2 separate regions of the Arachis hypogaea genome follow, and region 2 is linked to region 1. The links are chromatin contacts, called in public Hi-C maps. All regions are on one chromosome and are shown on one strand. Each heading gives the region's core, a stretch centred on a gene start, on an enhancer-like site or on the middle of the called end of the contact. The rest is flanking DNA. Distances are from core to core; before and after follow the strand shown.

Evidence for each region. Hi-C and Micro-C count contacts between places; a contact is called where the count stands out from the background.
Region 2: a contact with region 1 is called in a Hi-C map of leaf, with 3 times the contacts expected there. The contact joins two enhancer-like sites. A contact is called at or near these places in 2 of 8 Hi-C or Micro-C datasets (both in leaf).

Annotation. Positions count from the first base shown.
Region 1 is chr10:108,765,237-108,771,947 of arahy.Tifrunner.gnm2.J5K5, reverse strand. No RefSeq gene overlaps it. Among protein-coding and RNA genes, the nearest start is that of LOC112718351, 15 kb to the right of the region's middle. Within about 2 kb of position 2,582, at least 1 of the 3 cell types and tissues checked has open chromatin away from gene starts, as enhancers often do.
Region 2 is chr10:108,835,967-108,842,677 of arahy.Tifrunner.gnm2.J5K5, reverse strand. No RefSeq gene overlaps it. Among protein-coding and RNA genes, the nearest start is that of LOC112719308, 8.2 kb to the right of the region's middle. Within about 2 kb of position 2,602, at least 1 of the 3 cell types and tissues checked has open chromatin away from gene starts, as enhancers often do.

The DNA.
Region 1 (6,711 bases), core at 1,333-3,832:
TACAAAGTTGAGAGTTCTTTAATGCTTTTTATAGGTTATAGACTAAAAAGAAGGAATCAAAGTAACTCACTTGAATAATAGCTAAGGAGCTATATATATAGAGAGAATCCTTTGAGATCCAAAATTAAAGCAAACCCTAAATAATCAACTGTTTTTTCTGCCAATTTGAGGCAAAGCGAGATCACCTAAAAGAACCCATAAATTTGCACATTGTTGAAAGTTTGGTTAGATTCCCATGCACACGAGAGATGCTCCTTGCTTAAGTCAAATCGAGTATTGAAAGTCATCTTTGAAAATAACATGCAAATTAAATATGTAATCCAATTTCATCATTTAGGTGAATGTTGTTATTTGGACAAATCAAAGATTTCTAACAACTTCGATTATAAATAATAAATGTACGGATCTTACATAAAGGTGAATATTAATTACACGATTTATGTAAGATGACCAACACTTTCGTTACAAAATAAAAATGTTACATTAACAATTTTTATAGACAATTTATTTCGACGATTAATTATAGTAAAGGATGGAAAGAACGTATTATACTAGGAGAAAGAACGATATATGTCTAAATGTTTCTCTATTTCTTAAAACTTAGTTATTGGTAAATGATTTATGTAATTGTTTATAAAAGTAATTTTAAATTACTAATTTTAGTTTTCTACTATATCTCTCAACTCGGTATATCAATAACTAATTTAGTACAGATCGAAATTTCATTTAAAATCTAACTATTAGCTAATTAATTGCTGCATATACAAGGAGAATTTTAAATCTGCAACACTTACTTAAGTGAATAGGTGAGTTAACTGTCAACTTACTTGTTGGACGACTAAAAATCATCAAACATAGCATAATTGTTTAGTTTATATAATTAGAGTAAACTACTATTTCTACCCATAAAAGTTCTAAATGCTGACAAATTTACCCATAAAAAAAAGAAATTAAAGTTGTAACTATAAAAGATGAATTCCGTACAACAAAATTATCCATACACTAAAAAATCTCATAAAAACTCCAAATTACCATTCTCTTAACCTTAATTCTAACCTCACTCCTCACGCCTTCTCCAACTGTAGCAGTGAAGCCTCCCCTAACTTTGGGACCGAATTCGCTATAAAGGACCAGCTATTGGCCGCCAATTCAGAGACATCGAAGGTCCAACCTCCCTGCCTCCCGCCAACCTTCTGTCTTCTCCGTCGTGATAGTTTCTCATTACCTTCTCAAGGTCCACCGCGAGGAAGAACTGCTGTTGTAGACGAAGAACACGAAGATGTTGTTGTGCTCCTCGATGTTACTACCTCTCCACCACAATCGTTGTGTGCGCCATTGCCTCTTCCAAGGAATTTTCCTTCGTAGCAACGCTAAATAACCACCGCGTGTGTATACGAGATTAGTGGTTTCATAGTGGTCTCAGCTCTGCTTTCTCCCTTGGTTCAAATAGTTGCGCTACTCCTTCTTTGATGTCACCATCAAAGACTTCCTCTCTACCTTTTTTGGTAGGATTAGAGCGTCATTCAATGTTGTTAGTCACTTTCTCAATTGATTCTGAGGAAAAATCAAAAGTATTCAACTTTTAAATTGTTCGATTTGATAGATGATTTGTGATCTCCGAATGTTCTTCAGTTGATATTGAATTTGGTCGTAGTTCAAAAATTGGCTTTGTTTTTATCTCTGCAAATTGCTGGTGTTGTAGACGAAAAACGCAAAGATGTTGCTAACTTGATGGTGGTGACGATGGTAGTGGTGGTGTTGGGATAGTCAGGCAGGGATTGAAAAGGACGAGAGTGAGATTAATTAGGATGAGGAAAAGAGTCATTTAAAATTTTTAGGTGATTTTTTAGTGTTTAGTTAATTTTATCATATGGAATTCATTTTTTATGGTTACAGGTTTTTTTTCATAAGTAGATTTGTCAGCATTTAAGACTTTCATGGGTAGAAATAATAGTTTATTCATATAATTATGTTATGTGGCCTGAAAATATTTTGAGTGAAAATTTGTCAAATACAGTGGCTCATAAATATGTGTTTAGGTGAAATAGAAGTTAATTATGATTATAAATAGATTTAATGACGAGGCACGTGATGCTCACAAGAAAGCCCCATAGACCCAAAATTCTCCAGACATCCTATTCTAGACTTGATTTCCTGCTTTTTCATCAGAGCAGTCTCTAACACGGTTGCTCAGATTTGGGCCTCCTTTCCATTCCAAACCGGCCTAATAATCAAACTCCTAACCAACATTCAAAATCTAGTATCCTTCTTATCTTAAATAAGATAAGAAAAGATAAACAAATGCCTATTATAAAAAGAGAGTACGTCACATATTTCTAACCCTCACATATATCTCTCAGATCTATTTTGACTTGAGTGTCAGAGAGTTTTTGTAGGTACTACACCCCACCGCTTCGAGAAGATCTGGTCCTATCACCACTCAAGGTCGGCGAGTCCCTGATCCATCTCACTATGCGTGCCAACAACTCTCAGTACATTGACACCGTCTGTGGGGACTTGCCAAAACCTCGGTGACATGATGGAAGAATTCAAGGAGCGGTTCTCAGGCTATCACTGCGAATCAGACCCACCCGATAGAATGTCGGAACCACGAAACGATATCCCTCCACCAACCCACAGGAAGGTAACCAGCACCATGCATCGCCAGCCCACCGCTGACAGGCGAGAACCAAAAGAAGACGACCACCACCTCAATAAGGCCCAAACGCCTGACGGACTAGGAGAAAAAGCAATCCAAGAGCTCTACTAAAGAGTACAAATCCTTGAAGGCCGGGTCACTTCCAAAGGGCGATACCACTCGAAACACGCAAGTCAAGCAACCTCTAGAAGTCAATCACGACGAAAAACCAGGAATGAAAGATCACCCGGGCGTCATGGAAAATGCCAGAATCGTAGTGTTTCCCAGGAACCAAAGTGCCGACACGACGACGAAGACAGAAGACACCATCAAGATTCCAAACGAACAAGGAGAGATCACGTGATAATTGGAGCCACCTCATTCACTGAGAGGAACCTAAGGGCTAAGTTACCTAAAGGTTTTCACAAACCAAACTGATATGGAATATGACGGTACCAAAGACCCCTAGAAACACCTAACGACCTTCGAGGCCAAGATGAACCTCGAAGGAGCTGCCGACGCGATTCGATACAAGCTTTCCCGATGACCCTGGCCGACCTAGTGTAAAATCTAGAAAATTAATAAATAATTAACTGATAAGTTAATTATTATTCAAAGAAGCTAGAAAATTAAATTTGATAAGTTAGAAGAGTAAAAATATTTAAAATATGAATTTCGACACTAATTTTAAAGTTTTTGACATAAAAACGGTCCAACGGATCGAATCAATTAGACCGAGTCTAAACCGGGCCAAGGCCTAACATATATAAACCCGAAATATGGCATTTCAGCCACAAACACCCCACCCTCATGTGAATCACGCTGCAATGGTGAATTAGAGGGCAAACCCTATGTCACTATTCACTCTGATCTTCTTTCTTTCATAACTTTCAATCCGGAGCTCCAACTGACGAGCCGTTAGCGGTCATACATTCGTCTCGGAATTCTCTTCCAAACCATGTCAAAATTTTGGTAAGGAATTTGATATTTTTGTGTCTAGTTCTCTATTCTCCCCTTTTCCATGAATTTGGATTTTGGTATTGAGAGATTTTGGGATTTTGATAGTTTAGGAATACTTTAGTGGTGGATAATTATTGGATTTTATCTAATTAAACCATGGGTAAGATAAGAACCCTCAAACCCTTTGTGAAATTATTGAATTAGTAAGCTTTGGGGTTGATTATAACGATATAATGTGACAATAGATTGAATTACGTTGATTTGAAGTTCAATTGGTGGTTGAGTTGTTGATTTAAATCTTGGAGGCTGGGAACCCGACTTTGGTGTGGTCTTGGTGAAGTGAAAGCTTGAGGAACGGTGAAATTTGAGGTGTCCGAGCATTAGGGAGGAATCGGCCAAGGTATGGTTTTGGTTTCTCGTAGATAATATATAATGTAACGTGAAAACTTAGACTAGCTGACTGTAGAATAAGTTGAACTACGTGAAATTGATATGGTTTAGTGATATTTGGTAGAAATGTTGAGTTGTCATGAGTCGTGATGATAATTGATGATAATGATGATTTTGAGTTGTAAATGTTAATGTGTTGATTTGTTGTATAGTTTTGACGAAGGATTGTTGGGATAGAATTGCTAAACATTAAGAATTGATATGTTATGGAAGATATGGAATGATTATGAAACTGTGTTGAATGAGTTTAATGTTGTTTTGATGTGTAAAACATTGGGTTGGATTGAGGTTGTTGGTAAAAATAGGGGTTTGGTAATTTTGATAAAAACTTGATTTGTAATCAACTTTGGTGGGCCATAACTTAGCTTCTGGTCTCTCAAATTTTTCAAACTTGTTTTAAATTAAATTGGGTCTGTGAAGCTTATGCTGTTCGAAGAACTGATAAAAAATAATTTTTAACGAAAAAGTTATTCTCATTGAAAGTTTGGTGTGTAAAAGTACTTTCTAAAGAACTTAACAGCTTTTTACGACTTTTGATGGACATGCGTATGCGAACACACATGCGACGTGGACCCTGAGCTTTGCCCAGACGTCCCGCGTATGCAGGAGTGCGCACACGTACGCAAAATAGGAGGATTTACAGGCTCACGTATGCGGGCAGTACCACATGACACGGGAAGGCTTTCCTGTCCAAGGGGTCGCTACGGAGACAAGAGTCGCATACGCGATATGGGCAAAATTTACACCTCCGCGTACGTGAAACATGGCATGCATACGCGGAACCCCTGTTTTAGCCAAAGATGATATTTTTGAATGTTTAACCAAACCTCTAGCTTTTCAAACCTCCCTTACACTTGTTTAAGGTCCGTTGGTTAGCCTTTAAGCCTTAGAATGAGGATGAGTCTGTTAAATAAATTGAAGAGATATTTGAAAAGGTTTTGCAAAGTGTTAAATGAACTAATAAAGGGTTGGTGATGTTAAATAAGAAGTGATTGATAAATATGATGATGATAATGATGAATTACAAATTGAATGATAGATGGATTGATGATGTTTGAACTTGAGTGAAGGATGATGAAGATTGATATTAAAGTATGATATTTAAATGAATTGAATGATTATGAGATATAAGTGACCGAGTAAGAGGGGTAGCATTGTTCACTCGCTCCGGATATATGTTGAGACTCCGGATAAGATGCAGTGGTATTATCCACTTGCTTCGGATTAGAGTTCGAGACTTCGAGTAGAGGCAAGGGTTGAGTTCTGTTGTCGCTTGCTCCAGGTCGAGAACTGTAACACCGCCTGGGTAAGAGGCAAAGGGTGAGGTTGTCCCCTGCTCCTGGTACGCGGGTAAGATACAAGGGATGTAGATTGATCCCTCTTGCTCTGTTTTGGTGTTCTGTCCAGGGTTAGCTATCAGATATATCAGGTTTGGATTTATAATCGACAGATGAGACTCATCGACCATAGGACAGACATGCATCATGTGCATTTGTGCAATTTGTTTGAGTATGCTTTGTTTTGGCTTGCCTAATTGTTTAACAGTAATTAATTACTACTTGTTCTATCTGCTATAACTTCTACCTTTATTTGTATTTTCTTTGTCTAAACTGTACGCGTTTGGAACATAGAGATCTCTCATGCTGGTGGAGGTGACGCTGAGGGTAGTTTCACTAGTGTTTCGGAGGGTTGGAGGAGACGGAAAGTGAAGTTTTAGGTTAAACATGAATTTAGAACTTGAACACCTTAGATAACTTAACTAATTTATGGTTTAGAATACTTTCTTAAATTTATTTCTGAGTGTCAATTTCTAGGATTGCCACTGTCTTTCCCGGAACCTTTTATATTAACTATGCAGGCGCATTTACCATGCTGAGAACCCCTGGTTCTCATTCCATACATCTATTGTTGTTTCTCAGATGCAGGTTTGAAGGCACCTCACCAAGCGTCTGGAGACTTTCAAAAACTATATTTGGGTTTATCGTTCTGGTTGTACTTGTATATATGTGTGTTTACAGTTATTCTTTGCACCTTGTATTTTGTAATTTTGCCCTCTTAGAGATTACTTATGGAGAAACAAGAGTTTATATTGTAGTTTGAGTAATGTTTTGGTATTGTATACGTGTGTGTGTCTATATATATATATATATATATATATATATATATATATATATACTCTAGCCGGTCTTAGTTTTGTAGGTCGAGTTTAGAACTTGATTTTACTTATCCGTTGGTATATATATATATATATATATATATATATATATATATATATATATATATATCATTTAGTTTTCTGTATAAGCTTTCTGTCTTAACATTTTTCGTGAGCGACGCATCTTCGGTTTCGTTTTGATCTTACCCTTTTTCCTTCAAGACTCCTAGCTATATTATCCTTGTTATGTGTGTGTGTGTGTGTGTGTGTGTGTGTGTGTGTGTGTGTGTGTGTGTGTGTGTGTGTGTGTGTGTGTGTGTGTGTGTGTGTGTGTGTGTGTGTGTGTGTGTGTGTGTGTGTGTGTGTGTGTATTTTTACTTTTAGAGATCGTAGCATCTCGCCACCTTTGATTTACGTCCTAGACGTAAAATTTTGTGTGGTAGGATATTACACCTAGCGAAAAAATAGTTTAGCACTCTCTCGAATGGGTCAATTGACAGCTTCTAGG
Region 2 (6,711 bases), core at 1,353-3,852, 71 kb before region 1:
ATTTTGGTCATAATTTAGCGACCGATAGTTTTTATTGAGGATTTGGTGGCCTTGTTAACAAATCGGTCGCTAAAATTGGTCGCTAACATTTAGCGACCGAAGTGGGTCGCTAACATTTAGCGACCGAAGTGGGTCGCTATTTTTTTTATTAGTGACCATGGTTTTATCGATCACCCAAATTGGTCGCTATTCCGGTAATTTTTTTGTAGTGATCGTTTAATTAACTCTTTAACAAGGTTGGCAAACCAGTCAGTTTGCTCTGCTTGTTAATAATTTCAAATTACATCTATTCTAATTAGGTGAATTTTAATATGTTTATGTTTATGGTGGTTATAATGATTATGAAGTATTGTTAAAATTAAAATTATTTCTTTATATTTTAATAATATTTTTTTAGCAGTATTTTTAAAAAATATTGTTAAATAATAAAAAATATTATTTTAATTTTAGCAACACTTTTTAAAATACTATAACCACCATAATCACTATAATATAGGAATCCTAGAATGATCCTCTTAACTATATATATTAGAAAAAAAATCAATTTGAATTGATCGAATAGTTTGAGTGGTCAACTCACTCATCAGTGTTGAAAGTTGGAATCTTGCCTAGTATATACAATAATTTATTGGTCAACGACAAAATTTTAAATAAAATCAAATTTGTAAGAGATTAATCTTTAAGTTGTTGAGTTTTAAGGGATATTATGAGAAAATAAAAACTATCTATATATATAAACTTTTTCTTTATCTCTTTGGCACCACCATTATTAGCCATTCAAAGAAAAGAAAATCTTGGATTAATATCTTTCTACATGAGGAGAAAAAACTTTGATTTCATTGGTTGATTTTTGTATGTGGATCCAATAATGTCATCAAGGGCAGTTAGACAAAGGCTTACAACCAAAAGTATGCAATCGTCGCAGAAGAAAGAAATCAACACAACATCTGCTCCATCGGCATCGCGGCGAGCAGTGTTGCAAACTTTGATCAGCACAACCAACTTGGTGAAGCTACTGCCAACGGAAACCCTGCTGAAATTCTAGCTGTTGATGCCATCCTTTACCAACAACGGCGTCTACAGCCCAATTTGTAACACCTTTACTGTCAGAATGTCACGCTTCCTGCTACGCTATTCTGATAGTAAGTATTTTGACTATTTCATATACTTAATAATAAAATAGTATCCTTTGACTCAAAACCGTATCGCTGATTTCTTTGAAAACCAGATAAAAATTACTTTATCTTGAAAACAAACAAACATATATTTATATACAAGACTTCTTACATAAGTAGATAATAAATATAATATACATATAAAAGATACAACTCCTATCCCTCTTACAACATTTTAGTAATAAACGCGAGGGATAAATCTATAACATGTGTAAACAAACAGAAACAGCATATCTAAATACTTAACTAAAATTCTGCAAGCTTCTTCGTCCGTCCTGAAAAAATAAAACTGTAGGAGGGTGAGAACCTAACCACACGGTCTCACCACGGATTTTTAGAATTTGTTATAAGAAGATATTTAATAAGAAACTGTTCTCAAGCTCAGTGATTATCGTTATCTTATGAATATTTTGAAAGAAAACCTGACGTTTACTTATCCAAATTTAAAGTTCTTTTCTTTAAATCATAAAAAATTCCAAATTTCAATAATGTGTAATAATATAATCAAATAAAGCCCCTCCGACCTAGAACGGAATCAAGTCACGGCCTCCTGCCCAACATAATATAATCAAACCTCGTCCCCCGGCCCAAACATAATCAATCTCAGCCTCCGGCCCAAATATAATTAACCACACTATCATCTAAGGAATTAATTTGTTTACCAACACTCAATCTCAAAACAGAACCAACATAGACACAAATAATACAAGACAAACACATTTAAGGAGCAGTTACAGCAAGTATTACAATTACCAGTTAATAACAGATAAGCATATTAGGCAAACCAAAACAAATTCAAACTCAAACAAAACATGCAAATGCATAAGATGAATGTCTGTCCTACGGCTAATGATATCATCTGTCACCAACCTGACATGTCTTGGTAGCTAACCTTGGACAGAAACACGCATTGTGAAGCAAGTGGGTCTGAGCTACAACCCCCTTGCTACTACCCGCTTAACCCAGAGCGAGTGAAAGAACCACAACTACCGCTACTACCCAGGCGGGTATTTAAAAAGCTCATCCTGGGCAAGTGGAATAATCCACTACTACTGGTAATACCTAGGCGTCATATTCACCGATCTGGAGCAAGCGGGACAAACCACTATCCTTGCTACTACCCAGGTGTTACAGACCGCCAAGAGTCCAGCCCAGTTAGCCACCGGGTCGGGGCACCACCCCGACCCAGGCCCAAACCACCTACGGCAAGAAGAGTCCGACGAGTTGGGTCCTACCACCTGACCCGAGACACACCCGGCTTATCTTTCGTACAACCTAGGGCGCCGGTCGGCATTCTCGGGGTAGTGCCCGAAGCCCCGACCTGAAGTCCGAGACGACCTGCTCTTCCCACGTGGACTGGGACAGCTCATGGCAGCCTCTCGGCCAATGGGCTAGGTCATTCATGGGCCCATCCAGCACAGTATATAAGGGAGAGGTCAACTCCCTCCCCGAGGTACGTCACATTTTACCTAATTCAGCTACCACCTCGTACAGACACTGACTTGATCGTTGGAGTGTCCTTGCAGGTAGCCACCCCCTCGTTATCTCCTCCTCCGGCATCATCAACTTTCTGTTCGTACCTCCACGCCCGCTCCAAGTCCACCTGGGATCCCGCTTACCCACCTTTCCACTCGAATACCCGAGATCGCTAGGTAACGAACATTGGCACCGTCTGTGGGGACCCTGGAGTAGACATGGAGTGACTCCCCACATCGGAGGAACTTCGCGAAGGAGGAGGGACCCGCCTGAGTAGGGCGAGTTCGACGGCCCGTTGATAAACCCCATTTGTACGGTTTATCTTGTATTGATTTTAAGAGATTTTAACACCTTTTACCTACATTTATTCAATGAATTAGCATGACTTTTTGATTGTCTCCTAATTTGTGCTTAGATGTGAAAACATGCTTTTAGACCTTTAATTTGATGATTTTTATTCACTTTTGATTCCACTAGATGCCTTGATATGTTTGTTAGTGATTTCAGATTGAAAAGGCTAGGAATGAATCAAAGGAGTGAAGAGGAAAGCATGCAAAGTGGAGAAATCATGAAAAGTCAAAGAAGTTGAACTCGCCCATGGAAGCGCGCGCACCTGGCGCTTGCGCGCACCTTGCGGATTACCCCATGGACGCGTACGCGTGCTGTGCGCGTACGCGTCAGAGCTGGTTTATGATTTTTTAATGAAAACGTGGCCAACGAATTCTGAAGGGTTGTGGGGCCCAATCTCAACCAACTTTGGCGCCTAAACTGCTATTTAAAGCCAAGGATTGAAGAGCAAAGGAGATTATCTCACTTTAGTTCATTTTTTACACATTAGGATTAGTTAGAAGTAGTTTCTAGAGAGAGAATCTCTCACTTCTCTCTAGGATTAGGAATTAGGGTTAGATTAGGATCACATAGTTCTAGATTTAATTCAAGTCTCCTTCTACTTCTACCTTCAATTGGTGATTGCTACACTTTGGTTCTTCTTTCTATCCCTATTCTCTTGTTGTAATTTCTCTTATTTTGTTTCTAGATTTTGTAATTGATATACTCTTGTTCTTTTGTTTTCGTTTAATAAAGCAATTTGAGGTAATTCATGATAATTGTGATTTCCTTAATTGTTGTTGTTAATTCTTTGCATTTAATTGTAGTTAGAATTCATTCTTGTTGTGATTTACTATACTTTCCTTTTGTGCCTTCCAAGTGTTTGATGAAATGCTTGGAAGAATGTTAGAATAGAATTTTATGTTCTTGGCTTGAGAAGGTAAGTTAGGATTTCTTGAATTACTAGTGTCCAATTGATTGATAGTTGATAGCCATTGACTCTAGCCTTCATTAATCCAATTAGTGAAAAGCTAGGATTTATGGACTAGGATTAATATAACTCACTTGACTTTCCTTTGTTAATTGACTTAAGGATGACTAAGTGGGATTAATCCTTGCAACTACCATACTTTTGGCTAGTGATAATGATGAAGACCCTTGACAACCAACCCTTGCCAAGACCATTTTGTTAATAAAATTTCATTATCCTTTACTATTCATGTTTCTCATCTAAAACCCCAAAATAAACAAGTTCAAAACCAATAACAAGAACACTACCCTGCAAGTCCTTTGAGAGACGACCCGAGGTTTAAATACTTCGGTTTATAGATTTTAGGGGTTTGTACTTGTCATAAACAAAATTTTTGTATGAAGGGATTATTGTTGGTTTAGAGACTATACTTTACAACGAGATTTCATTTGTGAAATTCTAAACCGTCAAAAATCCAATCAGCAAAATGGCGCCGTTGCCGGGGACTTGCAATGGTGTTATGTTATTGGTTATTGTATATATGTGAATAGTATAAATAGTTGTCCTTTGTTTGACTACTAGGTTAGTTAGTTCTATTTTGTTTTTTCATAATGAATTCTCACTTTGGCTATGAGTTTGGTTTTAATTATGTTGTAGGAAATGTGCACTTCAATGATAACATGTACCAAGGATGGAACACTCCAAGATGGGAGGAGCCTCAAGGAATTGATCACCTCTTTTGGCAACAACCTCCGGATACATATAGGTATAATTCACATCCTAATGCATGTCAACTCAATGGCTATGGTGACTCTTTTTGTGACAATCAACCACCACCATATGCCTATGAATCTGATCCTCAACATGAACCTCAACCATACTCACAAGCCTCTCCACACCAAGCACCTCCTATGATCCATATCCACCATATCACCAATCACCCGTACCATATCCTCATGATCATTATGAGCAAGAACCTTTAGAACCACCACAACCCTATCAAGATTACTACCAAGAACCACCTCAATGCACACCACCTCCATAATTTTACCAAGAAGAACCACCTTCTTACCATGAACCCTCGCTCCAAAACAATGAACCTTCATACTCACCCCAAGCCCCAATAGACGATTCTGTCACTTTGTTACTTCAAGGACAAGAAGCCATGAAGCGGGATACACTTGAGTTTATGACCAATTTGACCAAGGTGGTGCACACCTTAGCCCACCAATGTTTGAATACTCAAGTTGTTTCCGTAACCCCATGTGAAAAACCAAAGGAAGAGCAAAGCATGAAGGAGAAATTGGAAAATCCGGTGAAAAAAGAAGAATCGGTACTAGTAATAGAACAATTGGAGAGACCCATGGTTAATGAAACAAAGAAGAAAGTGGTTCAAGATCTAAGAGATGTGTGGTGCACGAAATTGCAATCACACTTTTGCAATTCCGCACAACTAACCAGCAAGTGCACTGGGTCATCCAAGTAATACCTTACGTGAGTAAGGGTCGATCCCACGGATATTGTTGGCTTGAAGCAAGCAATGGTTATCTTGTAACTCTTAGTCAGGATATCAATAATTCTCGGGTTTAATTGTGAAAAGTAAAAGAACATGAAATAAATACTTGTTTTGCAGTAATGGAGAACATGTTGAGGTTTTAGAGATGCTCTATCTTCTGAATCTCTGCTTTTCTACTGTCTTCTTCTTCATTCACGCAAGGCTCCTTCCATGGCAAGCTGTATGTAGGATTTCACCATTGTCAATGGCTACCTCCCATCCTCTCAGTGAAAATGTTCAACGCGCTCTGTCACAGCACGGCTAATCATCTGTCGGTTCTCAATCAGGTTGGAATAGAATCCAGTGATTCTTTTGCGTCTGTCACTAACGCCCAGCCCTCAAGAGTTTGAAGCTCGTCACAGTCATTCAATCCTTGAATCCTACTCAGAATACCACAGACAAGGTTTAGACCTTCCGGATTCTCTTGAATGCCGCCATCAATTCTAGCTTATACCACGAAGATTCTGATTAAGGAATCCAAGAGATATTCACTCAATCTAAAGTAGAACGGAGGTGGTTGTCAGGCACACGTTCATAGGTGAGAATGATGATGAGTGTCACGGATCATCACATTCATCAAGTTGAGGAACAAGTGATATCTTAGAATAGAAGCAAGCGTGATTGAATGAAAAACAGTAGTAATTGCATTAGTCCATCAAGACACAGCAGAGCTCCTCACCCCCAACCATGGGGTTTAGAGACTCATGCCGTAGAAGATACAATAAGAAACGTGTAATGTGTCATGAGATACAGATACAATAGCAAAAAGTCCTATTTATGGTGAACTAGTGACCTAGGGTTAACAAGAATGAGTAAATGACGTAAAAATCCACTTCCGGGGTCCACTTGGTGTGTGCTTGGGCTGAGCATTGAAGCTTTCATGTGTAGAGACTTTTCCTGGAGTTAAACGCCAGCTTTTGTGCCAGTTTGGGCGTTTAACTCCAACTTTTGTGCCAGTTCCGGCGTTAAACGCCGGGAATTCTGAAGCTGATTTGGAACGCCAGTTTGGGCCATCAAATCTTGGGTAAAGTATGAACTATTATATATTGCTGGAAAGCCCAAGATGTCTAATTTCCAACACAATTAAGAGCGTGCCAATTGAGCTTCTGTAGCTCCAGAAAATCCACTTCGAGTGCAGGGAGGTCAGAATCCAACAGCATCTGCGGTCCTTTTTCAGCCTCTGAATCAGATTTTTGCTCAGGTCCCTC